Linked DNA regions of Mus musculus: regions 1, 3 and 4 are each linked to region 2. A link is a contact called in public HiCAR-type and promoter capture Hi-C data. All regions are on one chromosome and are shown on one strand. The core of a region is the stretch at or near the end of the contact, and the rest is flanking DNA. Distances in the headings are between cores, read along the strand shown.

Region 1 (3,541 bases), core at 573-3,072, 2.3 Mb after region 2:
GATGTCCCATTTTTCCTGGAGCTGGGGTGAATTTTCCCTTTGCAACCAAGAAAGTGCAAAGTATGGGTCTTTCTGGAAGCTGGCCTTGTGATGCTGCTGCACAAATGCTGCTGAGAGGAAGGAGGCCTATCTGTGTTCTGCATGGGGTCCAGAGTCCTACTCCTTACCTGTGAGGGGGTCCCTGAAGGGTGCACAGGCCACAGTATAGGGTGATGAAAAGAGGGAGTTTCCATTCTGTGGGTATATGGGTCTAAGGGAAGGGAAGAAACAGTATCCCTTCCCAGAATCCTTCTGGGGTCAAAGGAGCTTGTGTGCACATGAGGTTTCCACACGTGTGTTTTCCGCACAAAGCAATTTCCTAGCAGATGAACCTGGCCTGGGCATCTGATAACCCAGTTTACATTCTGCTTAGAGCACTGTATTCCACAGGTTAATAGTTCAGTCCCATGGGACTGCCCCCAATCTAAGACCATAAGCACAAGTAGTTACTACATCTCCACCTGTGCTTCCCCCTCACCACTCTACACTGAGGTATCCACAAGGCTCTCCTCTTCCTCTTGCTTGCTACTTGCTCTGGTGTCTCTTAGAACTCACCTTCACTTTTTTCTTTTAAAAAGTTAAATTTCATTTCTCTTGTTCTGACTTTTTTAAAAAAATAATTTTAACTATATATAGGGGGAGAGAGACTCTATGAAGGTCAAGAGGGTATTGGAACCTCTGGATCTGGAGTTACAAGCTTTTGTGATATTAATGGCAGAGCCATCTCTCCAGGTCCAACTGTTTGACTTTTTAATTTTTTTAAATTTGCGCTCTGCTGAGGGACTCAGGCCTTGGTGTATGCAAGACAAGTGTCCCTGTCCTGGCCACACTCCTAGCCTGTTGTTTGTTATAAAAGAGATCACAAGGGATACAGACAAGCGAAAATAAGGGGGGGCTGTGAGCTTCATTCCCTCTCACATGATCCCTGCATATCCAGCACCCTGCAACCAGCTTGTTCAAATCTTGCTCAAGACTGTAATAGACCTTAATCTGCAGTGAACACATCCCTTCCGGGGAGATGGGTGAGCAGGGTTGAAAGTCACAGTTCTTCCCATCACTAAGGAAATCAAAGCAGTTGCAAACTCCATTTCACATCCTATCAGTGGTGGAGTACCTTAAGATTCACATACGGTTGATCGGGAGCTGGGAGAGGAACAGGAACTGGCCTCACAGCTTAATGAGACCTCTAGAAAGACGTTTAAAGGCAGAGGGGGTGTGTGAAAACAAGCAAGGGCCCTGATACTCCTTGGTAAGGCTAAACACAAATGCCTGCGGGATGGCATGGGAGAGGGCAGATATGGATGTAAGCTGGCAAGCCATCAGAAGCTGAGCCGCACCCCCCTCCCCCCATGGTTTGGGAGATGGAAGTGGGGCAGGAGAAAGGCCCATCTGATAGGCTGCTATGGCGGATAGACCGGCACGGTGCTGGCATGTGCTTTCACACAATATTTACTGAAGGCCTGTTGCTTGCCAGGAGTTGTTCCCGGCGCCGGGAACAGCAATGAAGAAAGTGACCAGGGTTTTTTCTGAGTCTCACAAGTTTTCCGGTGAAGGAGGCGGAGGATCGATGCATTTCGGGCTCCTGCTTCTGAGGCTGAGGAGCATGTCGGGTTGGCCTTTCTTTGGGGTGTCGCAGCACACGTGGAGCCACTCTTGCAGGGACATCGTGCTGCGCGCGCCGCCCCGGTCTCGGTGGCGCCTAGCCCGGCTGGACGCCCGCCCCCGGCCCAGCCTACACGTGGGTTCCCGCACGTCCGCTGGGCTCCCACTCTGACGTCAGCGCGGAGCTTCCATTTAAGGCCCCGCCCGCGTGCTGCTCTGCGTGCTGGAGCCACTGTCGCCGAGCTCGGGCCACGCTGCTTCTCCTCGCCAGTCGCCCCCCCATCGTGCACTAGCGGTACGGTTGGGCCCCACGCTGCCGGCACAGGGGGTCCCTATCCGGGGTGGAGGTGCAGGGTGTTCAGATTTGGGCACGCGTGGGCTACTGTGCTTTGGGGAACTGAGCAGGCGGCCCCACCCAGCCTGGGGCGGCGAGACCCGTGTAAAGAGGACTAAGGGGTGGCTGGCCTGAAGGTTGGGAGCCACCGAACGGGGGCGAGGGAGCGGTGCGAAACTTGAGCTCCCGTAACTCGAGCCCATGGGGGCCGAAAAAGCCTTGGCACGTCCGGGGCGGGTGCTTCGGAGCAGCCGTGCGGTTTGCATTTTCCTTTGCGTGGGCTCGGTGGAGTGGTTGTTTCCTGCAGATTATAGGGCGCTCTTGCCCTAAACGCATTTTGTTAAGAGGCTCGCTCCTGGTGTGACTGGGGATCGTGCTAAGCGCGCTGCGTGCGGAGAGGAAGCGGGAAGAGTCGCAGTCCTTCCTCTGCACCCTAGACGGAAGGAGGAAACCTGTAGCTGAGAGGCCTGCGACACCCATCGGGTCGTAGGTGGGAAGTAGAGGCACCCTGTCCTAATAGAGCACAGACTTGAGGTTTGCGTGAAGTAGATTCTCTGAGGGAAGAGCCCCACGCCCTGCCCCCAGTCAGCAGAGACCTCACAAGGCTGTCTAGAAATAGCAGCGGTTGTAAGGAGACCGGATTCCTGCTTGATGGCCCTAGGCTGCTTGCCCAGAGATCTTGTCCAGTCCTTTTGCACTTTGGAACGATTTCAAAAATAGACATGGTGCTTGCTGGGAAAGGTGGCCATCGCGGGGGTGGGAGTGGGCTCCAGGCCTCAGGCCCTCCGCAATTGTATCCCCATTTTGGAACTGAAGAAATTTCCCTTAGCGGCCACATCCTGGGTAATGAGGCCCCGCCCTGGTGGGTGAAGGCCCTAATCCTGTTAGTGGCATTTGAGATCTCACTCTGGCACCAGGCTAAGGTGGCTGCCAGCTCCACTTCACCGCGCTTGTGCTTTGGGCTCTAGTAAGGGCCAAACTTTGACGCCGAACTGCCTGCCAGAGGTCTCATCCATGGCCAGCAGTCGCTAGACCTATATATATGACACCTGATTCTGAAATTGCGCACGCGCACTGCCTTCCCCCGCCTGCCAGTCTTCTGGATCTGGGCTGGTCATACAACTTGGGTTCTTGCGGGGGTGGGGGGGTTAGGAAGGAAGCTTGCGCGTGCGCAGGCTTAAGCACGTTGCTATGCCTTGGGGTCGCACCTTGTGGCCGTTATTGGCGCCCTCTGCTCTTGATTTTTGGTACTTCCTGGAGCAACTTGGCGCTCTACTTGCTGTAGGGCTCTGGGTGATGGGAGAAGAGCGGGAGGGCAGCTTTCTAACCATATAAGAGGAGATACCATCCCCTTTTGGGGTTCATCAAGATGAGTAAGTCCTCAGGCGGCTACACGTACACGGAGACCTCGGTATTATTTTTCCATTTCAAGGTGAGAGCCTTCCTGGTGAGAGCCAGACCACACCCTGGCGCTGGCTATTCTTGGTTTTCCACTTCTGTTCTTTGTCACATTGTCACTTAATGGAAAAGGAGTCCAAAGGTAGCAAAGTCAGCGTTTTTTTTTTT
Region 2 (3,264 bases), core at 281-2,780:
ATGTCCAATGCCCGGGTCGTTATCTTTTTGTTGGTTTTTTTGGTTTTGAGAGTCTCAGTGCACAGCCCGAGCTAACCTCTGATTCACAATTCTTCTGCCTCCACCTCTTCGTGCTGCTACTACAGGTAAATACCACCTTGCTCTGCCCCCCACCCCAGGTCATTCAGGTTTTCATTCACGAGTTCACTTCCTTTGCACATGCTAATACTCTGACCATTCACATTGGCAAGAAGCCCACTTCTCTCTGGCACATCCTAGATCCACACTTTCTTTCCCACGGTTCTGAAGCAGAGTCCCACTAAATCACTCCCTGATCCAGACCGGAGATGATCCTCCTGCCTACGTCTGCTGAGCGCTTGGGGTTACACATGAGCACCACCACCATCAGCTTAATTTCTTTGTAATTTTTCTTTTTTTAATTTTGTGTATGGATATCTGCTGCATGTACCTATGTGCCCTGTGTGCATGCCTGGTACCTGGTGTGCCAGAAGAGAATGTGCAATCCCCAAAAACTGAAGTTAGCAGACAGTCGTGAGCCTCTAGGTAGGTGCCAGAAAGCAAACCCAGGTACTCCAGAAAAGCAGTCAGTTCTCTTGGCCCTCATTTCTCCAGCACCCTATTTTTGGGGTTTTTTTGAAACAGGACCTTAGGTAGCCCAAGGTGACCTTGCACCCCACACCCAGGCCTAAGCCTTAGATGTCTTAATTTCAAGCTTCTCCTAGCCAGGCATCCTACAGCACTCTGGCTCCTGAAGGACCTGACTTCTTCGTGCATATTCAGAAACATGATTCCAACCCTAGCACTAGAGCACTGCTTCCTTGCCATATCTTTATTAATTACTTATTGAGTCAGGGTCTCACTGTGTAGCCCTGGTTGGCCTAGAACTCCCTTTGTCCTAGGCTGGCCTCGAACTCAGAAATTCACCTGTCTCTGCCTCCCGAATAGGGGTATTGAAAGCGTGCACCATCACACCCCCATTTTTGTATTTTTGAGACAATCTCAAGCAATCCAAGCTAGCCTCAAACTCCTTGATCCTCCAGCCTCAGCCTCCCAAGCACGGAGATGAGAGGCTAGCTACCACTACTCCACGCAGCTCAGGTTCCGAGCAAACCACATCCTCTCATGAATATTCATGATGGGGTCCATCTAGCGCCCACAGGAGGCCGCCCCGCCCCGGCCACTAGCACTCACCCCACGCGCGGAGGCCCCGACCCGGCAGCCGCTGCCTCGGGCTCTGCTAGGAGCCGCGGCTACCATCAGCAAGAGCACTAGCAGCCGGGTCACCCCGGCACCCGCGGCCACCATACGGGAGCGTTGAGAAAAACCGAGAGCCATACAGCCCGCTAGGAAACACAGGGTTCATCCTGAGGCTCACGCGCCTGCGCCGCACGCCGCGCCTGCGCACTAGCGCCCGTCCGCCTGCTCCCGCAGTCAGGGCGGCCATTTCTCCATCCGGGTCTCTAGGGCTCACGTTCCCGGTGACACCACCTGGGAGAGAAGTGACGTCGTTGACGTCACGGAACGCCGGGCACCCTATTGTAAAGTCACAAGCTCTAGGCCCCACCCTTTATCTGTCTGTCCCAGGCTTCACTCGGCGTTCCTCCCCAGGGCCGGGGCGTGGCGATGAAGGGCGGTCGAGATCTTAAGGCCGCTCGGGGCGGAGCAGGTGAGACCAGTTCTGAGGGGATGGAAGGTGACAAAAGGACTTCTGCCTGGAGGGGTTGGCCCTAGAGAGGGAGCCGGGGAAGGTATGGGACCAGCAATGCGGAGGCCGCTGCCCCGCATGCGCCCTCGGTCAGAGTTCATGTACCTGGCATCCTGGGATGGATGCTCGCGCTTCGCCCCTGCAGACCGCCCCCTGGCTCCAGCCTACGCCCCGTGCCGCCCTGGGCGCCTCCAACGCCACCTCCTGAGCGGCGAGTTCGACCAGCTGCGCGACTTTCCCATCTTTGAAAGCAACTTCGTGCAGGTGTGGAGCCCCGGACCTCCGACCCGTTGATGTACGGATCTCCCCCATCATTTGTCGTTCTTTCCAAGTGATCCACATCACCTCTGAGCCCGCTGGGCTTTTTGTGTCTTCAGAAGCCTTTGTCTCAGTTTCCTTGACTGTACACATATGGTTCTTGTCCTTTAATCCTAAAATCTTTGGCCCACAAGCCTTTTTTTTTTTTTTTTTTTCCTTTTTAGAGGTAATATGGCTGGTACTCTGGGCTTCACTCGTTATTCAGCAGGAGCTCTACCCCTTAGTCACACCCTAGCCCTGCACCGGGGGATTCTAGGCATGTGTGCTTATATTCTGAGCCACATTCCCAATCCCTAACCTACTGTTCATCTCCCCTAGTTCATGACCTTTCACTCTGTCAAGATCCCCAAGACCCAATCAGATTCCTGTTGAGTTCTGTTCTCCATCTATCGATCCTCTTAACCTTTGGCCCCAGGTGACCCGGTTTGGAGAAGTCGCCAACAAGGTCACCATGGGGGTGGCAGCCTCTAGTCCTGCCCTGGAGCTGCCAGACCTGCTGCTGCTGGCCGGCCCTGACAAGGAGAATGGACACCTGCAGCTCCTCGGGTGACTGCCCCTCTAAGTCCCAACTTCCTCCAACCTCCCTGCCGCCATTTTGCCACCCAGGGACCAAGATCACCACCAAACCTCTTCACTAAGAAAAATGGCAGGGCACTTCACAGAGGTCAGAAGTCAGGCGAGATGAGGGAGGACAGCCCTCAGTGGCATCACAGGGTCAGGATGGTGGCTGTTTACACAGTGCTTTCTGCTTTCCAGGTACTCTGTCCCAGAGAGATAAAGTAAAGCTCAAAGACTGGGCCCACGGCCCAGGGTCCCACAGTCCACTGTCCACTCTGCCCCTCTTCCTGAAAACTTGTGAAAATCAATACCACCAAGTACAAACCTCACATAGAACAGAACACCCCTTCCCCCAGCCTAGGCCTTGCCCTGCCTCAGCTGCATGCAGGAAACGTGTACACGCTTACAGGACATGTACATACTGTGGTATTTTTGGAGACCTGAATCCTTTCTCATCCTATCTCAGTTCACGAAAGACAGGGAGAAAATAGAAAAAAGCCAAGCCTAATAGTACAGGCCTGTCATCCCAAGACTTGAGCAGCTGAAACAGGATTGCAGGTTCAAGGCCAAATTGAGCTTTGAAAGTGGCAACCTGGACAACTTAGTGAGGCCCTGTCTTAAAAAAGTAAAAAGGGGCTCTGAGTGTGTGTGTGTGTGTGTGTGTGTGTGTGTGAGAGAGAGAG
Region 3 (3,402 bases), core at 752-3,251, 2.3 Mb after region 2:
AATCAATTCTAGTCAAAAAGAAAGTCACCAACACCATACATGTGTACAAACACACATACAATTCTCCTAAAGGATAACAGCAAGTCAAAGAAAACTTCCTAAAGAAATACTCCCAGGCCAGCGTTTGTTAGGAGGGAGGGAAAGGCAGCTGGCAGAGCTGAGACAGCAAAAGTGCTGGATGCGGTTTAGAATTACCCACCTTGGACTTTAGTCCTCGGTTAAATATAAAATGCAAATTTGGGCTCAAGGTACAAAACACTTCCAACTCTAAACCAAGGAACCTAAACCCAAGACAGTAGGTCACAGAGTCACGGAAGGATTTAATGAGGAGTTTGTACAGTTTCTGTAAAGTGTATGGGCAGATGCTAGGATACAGAGATGTTAAAGTAAGGAGTGATAAGTCAGTGAAAGTCAAGCCTTCCTACTACCCAGGAAATCTGTGGGAAGAAGAAACCTCTCTCTTGACATTCTGAATAGAGGAGACTTAAAACTGACTTCTAGCTAGTACTCGTTAAAAGCAAATGTGATCTCATCTCTTCTTTTCTAAGCTTCCTCTCCCATCTTACCCTATTATTCAGCTATCCTGAACTCTTCCCTTCCTTCTTCTGTCCATAAATGTGAATTTCTGGAGCCTTAATTATGCGGTTCATTAAATATTCTCAACCAATAAGTTTTCTAAAAAACTGAGCTTAAACATTACCTCTGTGTGCTACTAGGAAGAAAAAACTTTAAAATGCTAGCTTCTTAGAAGATGGCAAATCAGTGAACATCTACCATCTTTTTAAAAGGTTGGCTTTCCCAAGGGTCACAATGCTAAAAATAATAATAATAATAATAATGATAAAGGCAAACGTGGAGGAGGAAGAGGAGGGCCCAAGAAATGGTTTATTGCTATGCTTGGTGATCCCAGGGGCCCAAGAACTCACAGAAAGATAGGAGAGAACCAATTACAAAAAGCTGAGGTGTCAACCGGGCAGTGGTGGAGCACACCTTTAATTCCAGCACTTGGGAGGCAGAGACAGGCAGATTTCTGAGTTCCAGGCCAGTCAAGTATATAGAGTGAGTCCCAGGACAGCCGGGGCTACACAGAGAAACCCTGTCTCGAGAAAACAAAACAAAACAAAACAAAAAAACAGAAACAAAACAAACAAACAAAAAAAACAGAAACAAAACAAACAAACAAAAAAACTGCGGTGCCATGCCACCTTCTCCCCCAATAATAAATGAAAGTAGAATTTATGTGAGATCGAAACATCTTTCTCACTTCCCAAGATTATTTTTATAATTCAAGAGTGGTAGACAGTGATTGCTGCTCACAAAGCCAAAGCAAACCATGGTGTATCTAATCCCACAAGGTGCGTGGAAGGAAAGGCTCGAAAGACGCAAAGTAACAACGATTGAAGAAATTATGCAAAGGGGAGTTAATAGACTTTATTTCCACAATAGGAACTTCCTTATCCAATAATGATCAGGAAACTCTACCTCAGAAAACTTAACGACTCGCTCATGCTTGCATGCATTCATTCATTCAACGTTCTAAGTGCCTACCGTGTTCTAGGCCCTGGAGGCGCTGCTGGAGATGAAGGATGCGCAGCAGACCAAGTCCCTGACCACAAGGAGCTCCCGTCAATCACAGCTAACTTTTATGACTTTAAACCGCAGCTGTCACTCTGGAGAAGTCCAGGAAGCAGGTTTTCCAAGCCAGGTTCACAGAACCTCAGGCTGACTAGCGGGCCGAGTTCCGCCCCCCCCAGAGACCAGCGATCGCTTTCACCGAGCAGGCTCCACAGACACTCAACACCCCTTGACAGCGGAACCTGAACCTCACACACCCTGTCACCCCGCCCCCTCCCTGGCAACGTCATCCAGGGGCGCCAGGGACCGGAGGAAAGCGCTGTTAACGGCACTTCCTCGTCACGTGACGATCACGCCCCTCCCCGCGCGTGCTCCCTCCCCCTCCAGCCGCGGGTCGCGATTCCGCTCCCTGCGGCCTGCAGTCTGGGAGCCGCCTCGGGCCGACGACGCACCACGGAGCCGGACCGGATGCTCTCTAGGGAGAAAGGCGAGCCAAGCCGAATCCCCGAAACTCTCCGCCGCTCGAGACCGGAGGAGGAGAAGCGAAACAGGCGGGAATCGGTGGGGGAGGGCGGGAGCTAGCGGAAGGTGTCATGGCGGCCGCGGTGGTGGTCACGTGCTCCGGAGGCCCGCCCCGGCGTTTCCGGTCACGTGCCCTCAGCGCCCTCGCAGCCAGCGATGGAGGCGAGACCCCCCGGCAACAGAGGCGGTGGCGACGGCTGCGGCCGCAGGGGTTCAGCCTCCTCCGTGCAGCGGCTGTGAGAAGCGCGGCGGAGGCAGATCCGACGGGACGCGCTTCCCGCGCCCCAGACCAGAGACCGTAGCTCCCACCTGGTAAGTTGAGACCGAAGAATGGGGTTGGGCGGGCGTGGAGGGTCTGACAGGCCCCGGGGGCGCGGGGCCAGGCGGATCGAGCCCTTCGCTGTAGTCGTCTCCACGACACTACAGGCTGGCTGTGTGGTTTGCCTTTCTTCTCCCGGAATGGGAAGGAGGTGCCCTGACCCTTAATCTACTGCCCGAAGGCATTAGGTTCTTCCGCTGGGAGGGACTGGAAGGATCAGACTCACCTGAGAACGAAGGAAGTGAGGCTTCTCCGAGACACCGAGGCCCTTCCCGTTAGGGAGCCTGCCCGGGAGAGGCTTTCTTTTCCTGTTAAAGAAGTCCTCTAACCTTGGTGTCCTCGTGCCTTCTTGCTTCCACCTGTCATCCTGCTCTTCAAACTGTTATTAAAACTTGAGCCACGCACCCAGTTCTAGCTATGACCAGTTTGACAGTCATGTAGTGTAAAGTGAACCATCAATACATGGAAGTATGTGATTATTTTTATAAATTCTCCAGTGTTCTTAGAAACTAAATTCATGTGAAGTTGACCTCACATGTCTATTTTACCATCTGCAAAACAAGGGTGGGGAAAAGATGTTAAAACGTATGCCCAGGGCTACAGTGAAATGGCTCAACTGGTAAAGGTGCTTGCTGCCAAACCTGAGTTCCATCTCTGGGACCCACGTGGTGGAGGGAGAACCGATCTCCGGAAGTTGTGTCCTCAACGTATACACAGTTTAATTTGGGATTTTTGTTTGCTTGTTTTTGTTCTTCGTTGTTGGCTTTTGTTTGGTTGGTTTGGCTTTCTGTCTTTTGATGTTGTCCATTTAAAGACACCAGTTTAAAATATGGTAAAACAGGTTTCTGAGTTAGGAATGCAGCTTAAAGCTAAGAGTTCTTGCTAGGCACCTGTAAGATCCTGGGTTTCATTTCCAGAACTGGCAAAAAAAAAAAACAGGACTGTAGGTAGAGCCCAATGTAAATTGCTTGGTAAGCATGCAGGCC
Region 4 (3,320 bases), core at 508-3,007, 2.5 Mb after region 2:
ATCTGGGTTCTGATTCTTCCACAAGACAATTCTTGGGCACTAAAGCTAGTATCTGTTTTTGTTTTTTTGTTTTTCTTTTAAACTTTTCTCGAGATTCAAGAAAATTTAAGATAAAATACAGACCAAATTATGCAAACATGATTATGATATCTAACAGTAATGTGACTAGATAATCTACAAATGCATAAAGTACAAATGCATAAAGGCTTGTGCCCACAGCAAAACCTGCAAGGCTGATGAGATGTGGCTTAGCAGAATCTTATTGAGTGATTATTATCAGGGTGGGACATATATGTGTGTGTGTGTGTGTGTGTGTGTGCATGCATACAAATATAACTACGTTTACTCATTAATTTAGGTAGATATACTCAAGGGTTAAAAAATAGGCTGGATTTGACAGGAAGTGACAAGATAGGAAAAAATACTGCAACATACAAAATTAGGAAATGCAGAATCCAAGTGAGATCGCAAATTCCAACTGATTGACTCTAGAAGGTTCTTTTAAGTTGGACACTTCACAGATTAAATCTCGGGTATCACATTGCGATATATCGGTTTACAGCTGTTCTGTGGGTACCTTCTGGTGATCCAGAAATGAGTAGTTTATGCAAAACAGCTATAACCCCAGAAAGCAGATGTGGGACCACTTCAGTATTTACCTCTGAAAATACTATCAAACTCACACATTTACTGAGCAAACGGAACCTAAAAATCTGGAAGCCCACTAGGAAATGAAAGCTGAAAAAGGCTTTGCCCAATCCGTTCGCACAGGGAACCGATAGATCCAAGGGACATACGGCAAATAAAAGGTCTACCAGCACACCCGCAGCCCACATGATCACCTCACAGTTGGCTATGGATTTCCTGCAAAGCCCTGAACTCTTTCCAACAGAAGATACCTCCTTGGCAGGTGATACCATCTTTGGTTCAGTGGGTGGGGCCACGAACCGGAGAACGCTTTCAAGAAATCACAAAACGTTCACCTGGAAATCCGTATTCGACCCGCTAAAAGACCCAAAGGCTATCAGGACAAGTCCTTAAAGTTCTTAAAAGTCCCCGAGTTTCCTGACTATACTGGTCCTCAATTTAGGGGCTGAAGTTTATTCGACGCCAGGCGCTACTAATGCTACACAGTATTCAGTCAGGCGCGGCTTATCCCCCCCGACTTTGCGCAACTCTTAAAAACACCGAAAGCCGCAAAGCCTACTTTTCAGGGCACAGGAGCTGGCGAAAGCGACCCCAAGAAAGCGCTCCCTTTTCCATCCCCAGCTCCCGTGTACCCACACCTCCGCTAAAACTCCAGAAGAGGGCGTGCGTAGTTCAGGCTTTCCCGAGGCCGACAGACGCTCCCCGAGAAGTTCCACCCACCACACACGAACTTGACGCCCGGGTTTCCTACAGCAACCCCGGGGACTCACCGGTACGTGGTTGACACCTTGTCCTTTGGAAGCGATCAAGAGGATTTCCCTGAAGTCCATGTCTGGCCGAAGAGAAAAGCCCGGCTGGGCCGGGGACTCGGGACGCGGTGGATGCGAGTCTTGCCTCTCGCTGAGCCTAAGCGCTACTGACTGGCTTGCCTTGGTGGCCCTTCTCTCGCCGCCCCTCGACACCGACACTTCCGGCGCCTTCTAATGCCGTGTACCGCCCCCGCGCTGCCGCCGAATACGAAGTATGTGTGTGTATGTATACACACATACACACACACACTCACACACACACGCTCAGCGCCTCCGCAGCGCTCGCAAGTATTTGCGCAACTTCCGCTTTCGGAGATAAGACACGGAAAACGGGTACGTGGCCGTTGGCGTTGGCTCAAATGGGTGGGACTGAGGCTTTTACTAGCCAATCAGACGCAAAATGGCAGTTTAGGGGTGTGGCTAAAGGGGGCGGGGAGAGCGGTCAGCCCGAGGATCTTCGCGGCGAGAGAGGGTTTCAGTGTGAGATCCGGGGAGGGTGGGGTGGGAGGGGGGGGGGTGGAGAAGAAGAGAGACCCGACCCCCTTCTAGAGCTGGGCTCTGTAGGTGTCACGCGTGGATGTACAGATTCCAAATGACGGTATTCCAACAGCTGGTGCGACAGGTCTGGAGCAAGGGATCTCGGTTTCGTTTCGCTGGAGCCCCGAAGCTACGCATGCGCACAAGAATCCTGTCCCTGGGACGCCAGTTATCTCCTGGAGGCACCTGATGTTCTTTTAAAAACCTAGGGAAAGAGCGAAGACCTTCGTCACATGCCAAGCAGAACTTGACTCTGACGCACTGCAGAATATAGTGCATTCATTGGGAGTCTAGCCTGACTTTCTTTTGCGTTATCTTGAATTTGGTCATTTCGACTCAATAAAGTAGACGTGAATAACTAGGTATACCTGAGTCTGGGGGTGGGAATGGGCTACGGACCGGTTTGGTGTGATGGAAATACCCCTAAACTGGACTGTGGGGGTGGCTGCATTATTTACTATTTTTTGTACAGCTGAAAGGGTGAGTGTATACAATAGACCTTATTCTGTGATGATGTGAGCGCCTGTATTGGAATGGCTCCACTTCAGGCTGAGTAAAAGACCAAGATGAAGCCTGCCTTCCCCCTAGAATTTTAAATTTCCTTTCCTTTCCTTTCCTTTCCTTTCCTTTCCTTTCCTTTCCTTTCCTTTCCTTTCCTTTCCTAGACAAGGTTTGTCTGTGTAGCTCTGGCTGTACTGAAATTACTCTGTTGACTAGGCTAGCCTCACACTCACAGAGTTCCACCCGCCTCTGCTTCCCAAGTGCAAGGATTAAAGGCATGCACCATCACTGGCTGGCAGTGTAGAAATTTTTCTCTTCCTCAGCCTCAGATATCTTAAGAACCCGCCCCTAACTCAACATAATATTCCTTTTATAGATACTTTTTTTGTACTTATAGATGCTTTTTAATACATACGTATATACATTTTTGTGTGTGAGTGTTTTTGCCTGTATATTAGTAAGGGCTCCATAGAATACCAGAACTTAGTTGTGCACTACTAAACAGGGCATGTCTCTTCCATGTTAAATTAGCTCATCTGAGCTGCTGTAAATGTGTACCCATGAAACTGTCAGTAACTATATAGTAGTAATGAGCATGCGTATATGTGTGTGTGCGTGTGTGTGTGTGTGTGTGTGTGTGTGTGCGCGCGCACACGCATGCGTGTGTGTCAGAGAGAGAGAGAGAGAGAGAGAGAGAGAGAGAACATGCACAGTAGCTAATGTTAAATTACTGCCGCTGCTTGTGGTAATTCAGTCAGGAGTAAGGGAATGGCAGAACCCCTATCTGTATTAGTCAGGGTTCTTTAGAGTCACAGAACTTATGAA

Evidence for each region. Promoter capture Hi-C pulls out the DNA fragments that hold promoters and counts their contacts. HiCAR-type assays count read pairs that join an accessible place to other places.
Region 1: a contact with region 2 is called in a promoter capture Hi-C map of liver, with 3 times the contacts expected there. The contact joins the promoter of Ldha here to the promoter of Fam71e1 in region 2. A contact is called at or near these places in 1 of 39 promoter capture datasets (liver) and 1 of 115 datasets of contacts at active chromatin or transcription factors (astrocytes).
Region 3: a contact with region 2 is called in a promoter capture Hi-C map of pre-B cells, with 2.2 times the contacts expected there. The contact joins the promoter of Hps5 here to the promoter of Fam71e1 in region 2. A contact is called at or near these places in 1 of 39 promoter capture datasets (pre-B cells) and 1 of 484 Hi-C or Micro-C datasets (CD4 T cells).
Region 4: a HiCAR-type map of astrocytes shows a contact between it and region 2, with 4 times the contacts expected there. The contact joins the promoter of Spty2d1 here to the promoter of Fam71e1 in region 2. A contact is called at or near these places in 1 of 39 promoter capture datasets (cranial neural crest), 1 of 115 datasets of contacts at active chromatin or transcription factors (astrocytes) and 1 of 9 other capture datasets (adipose tissue).

The regions. Positions count from the first base shown.
Region 1 is chr7:46,843,982-46,847,522 of GRCm38.p6, forward strand. It overlaps Ldha (lactate dehydrogenase A), which reads left to right and starts at 1,823. Exons shown (of 8, transcript NM_010699.2): 1 at 1,823-1,936.
Region 2 is chr7:44,495,065-44,498,328 of GRCm38.p6, forward strand. Fam71e1 (family with sequence similarity 71, member E1) reads left to right here and starts at 1,531. Exons shown (of 5, transcript NM_028169.2): 1 at 1,531-1,666; 2 at 1,851-1,969; 3 at 2,439-2,569. The coding sequence starts at 1,624. Emc10 (ER membrane protein complex subunit 10) reads right to left here and starts at 1,354. Exons shown (of 7, transcript NM_197991.3): 1 at 1,192-1,354. The coding sequence starts at 1,305.
Region 3 is chr7:46,793,880-46,797,281 of GRCm38.p6, forward strand. It overlaps Hps5 (HPS5, biogenesis of lysosomal organelles complex 2 subunit 2), which reads right to left and starts at 2,002. Exons shown (of 23, transcript NM_001005247.2): 1 at 1,549-2,002. It overlaps Gtf2h1 (general transcription factor II H, polypeptide 1), which reads left to right and starts at 2,215. Exons shown (of 15, transcript NM_008186.4): 1 at 2,215-2,409.
Region 4 is chr7:47,006,657-47,009,976 of GRCm38.p6, forward strand. Spty2d1 (SPT2 chromatin protein domain containing 1) reads right to left here and starts at 1,758. Exons shown (of 6, transcript NM_175318.4): 1 at 1,419-1,758. The coding sequence starts at 1,478. Gm32031 (predicted gene, 32031) reads left to right here and starts at 1,898. Exons shown (of 2, transcript NR_166573.1): 1 at 1,898-1,937; 2 at 2,068-2,352.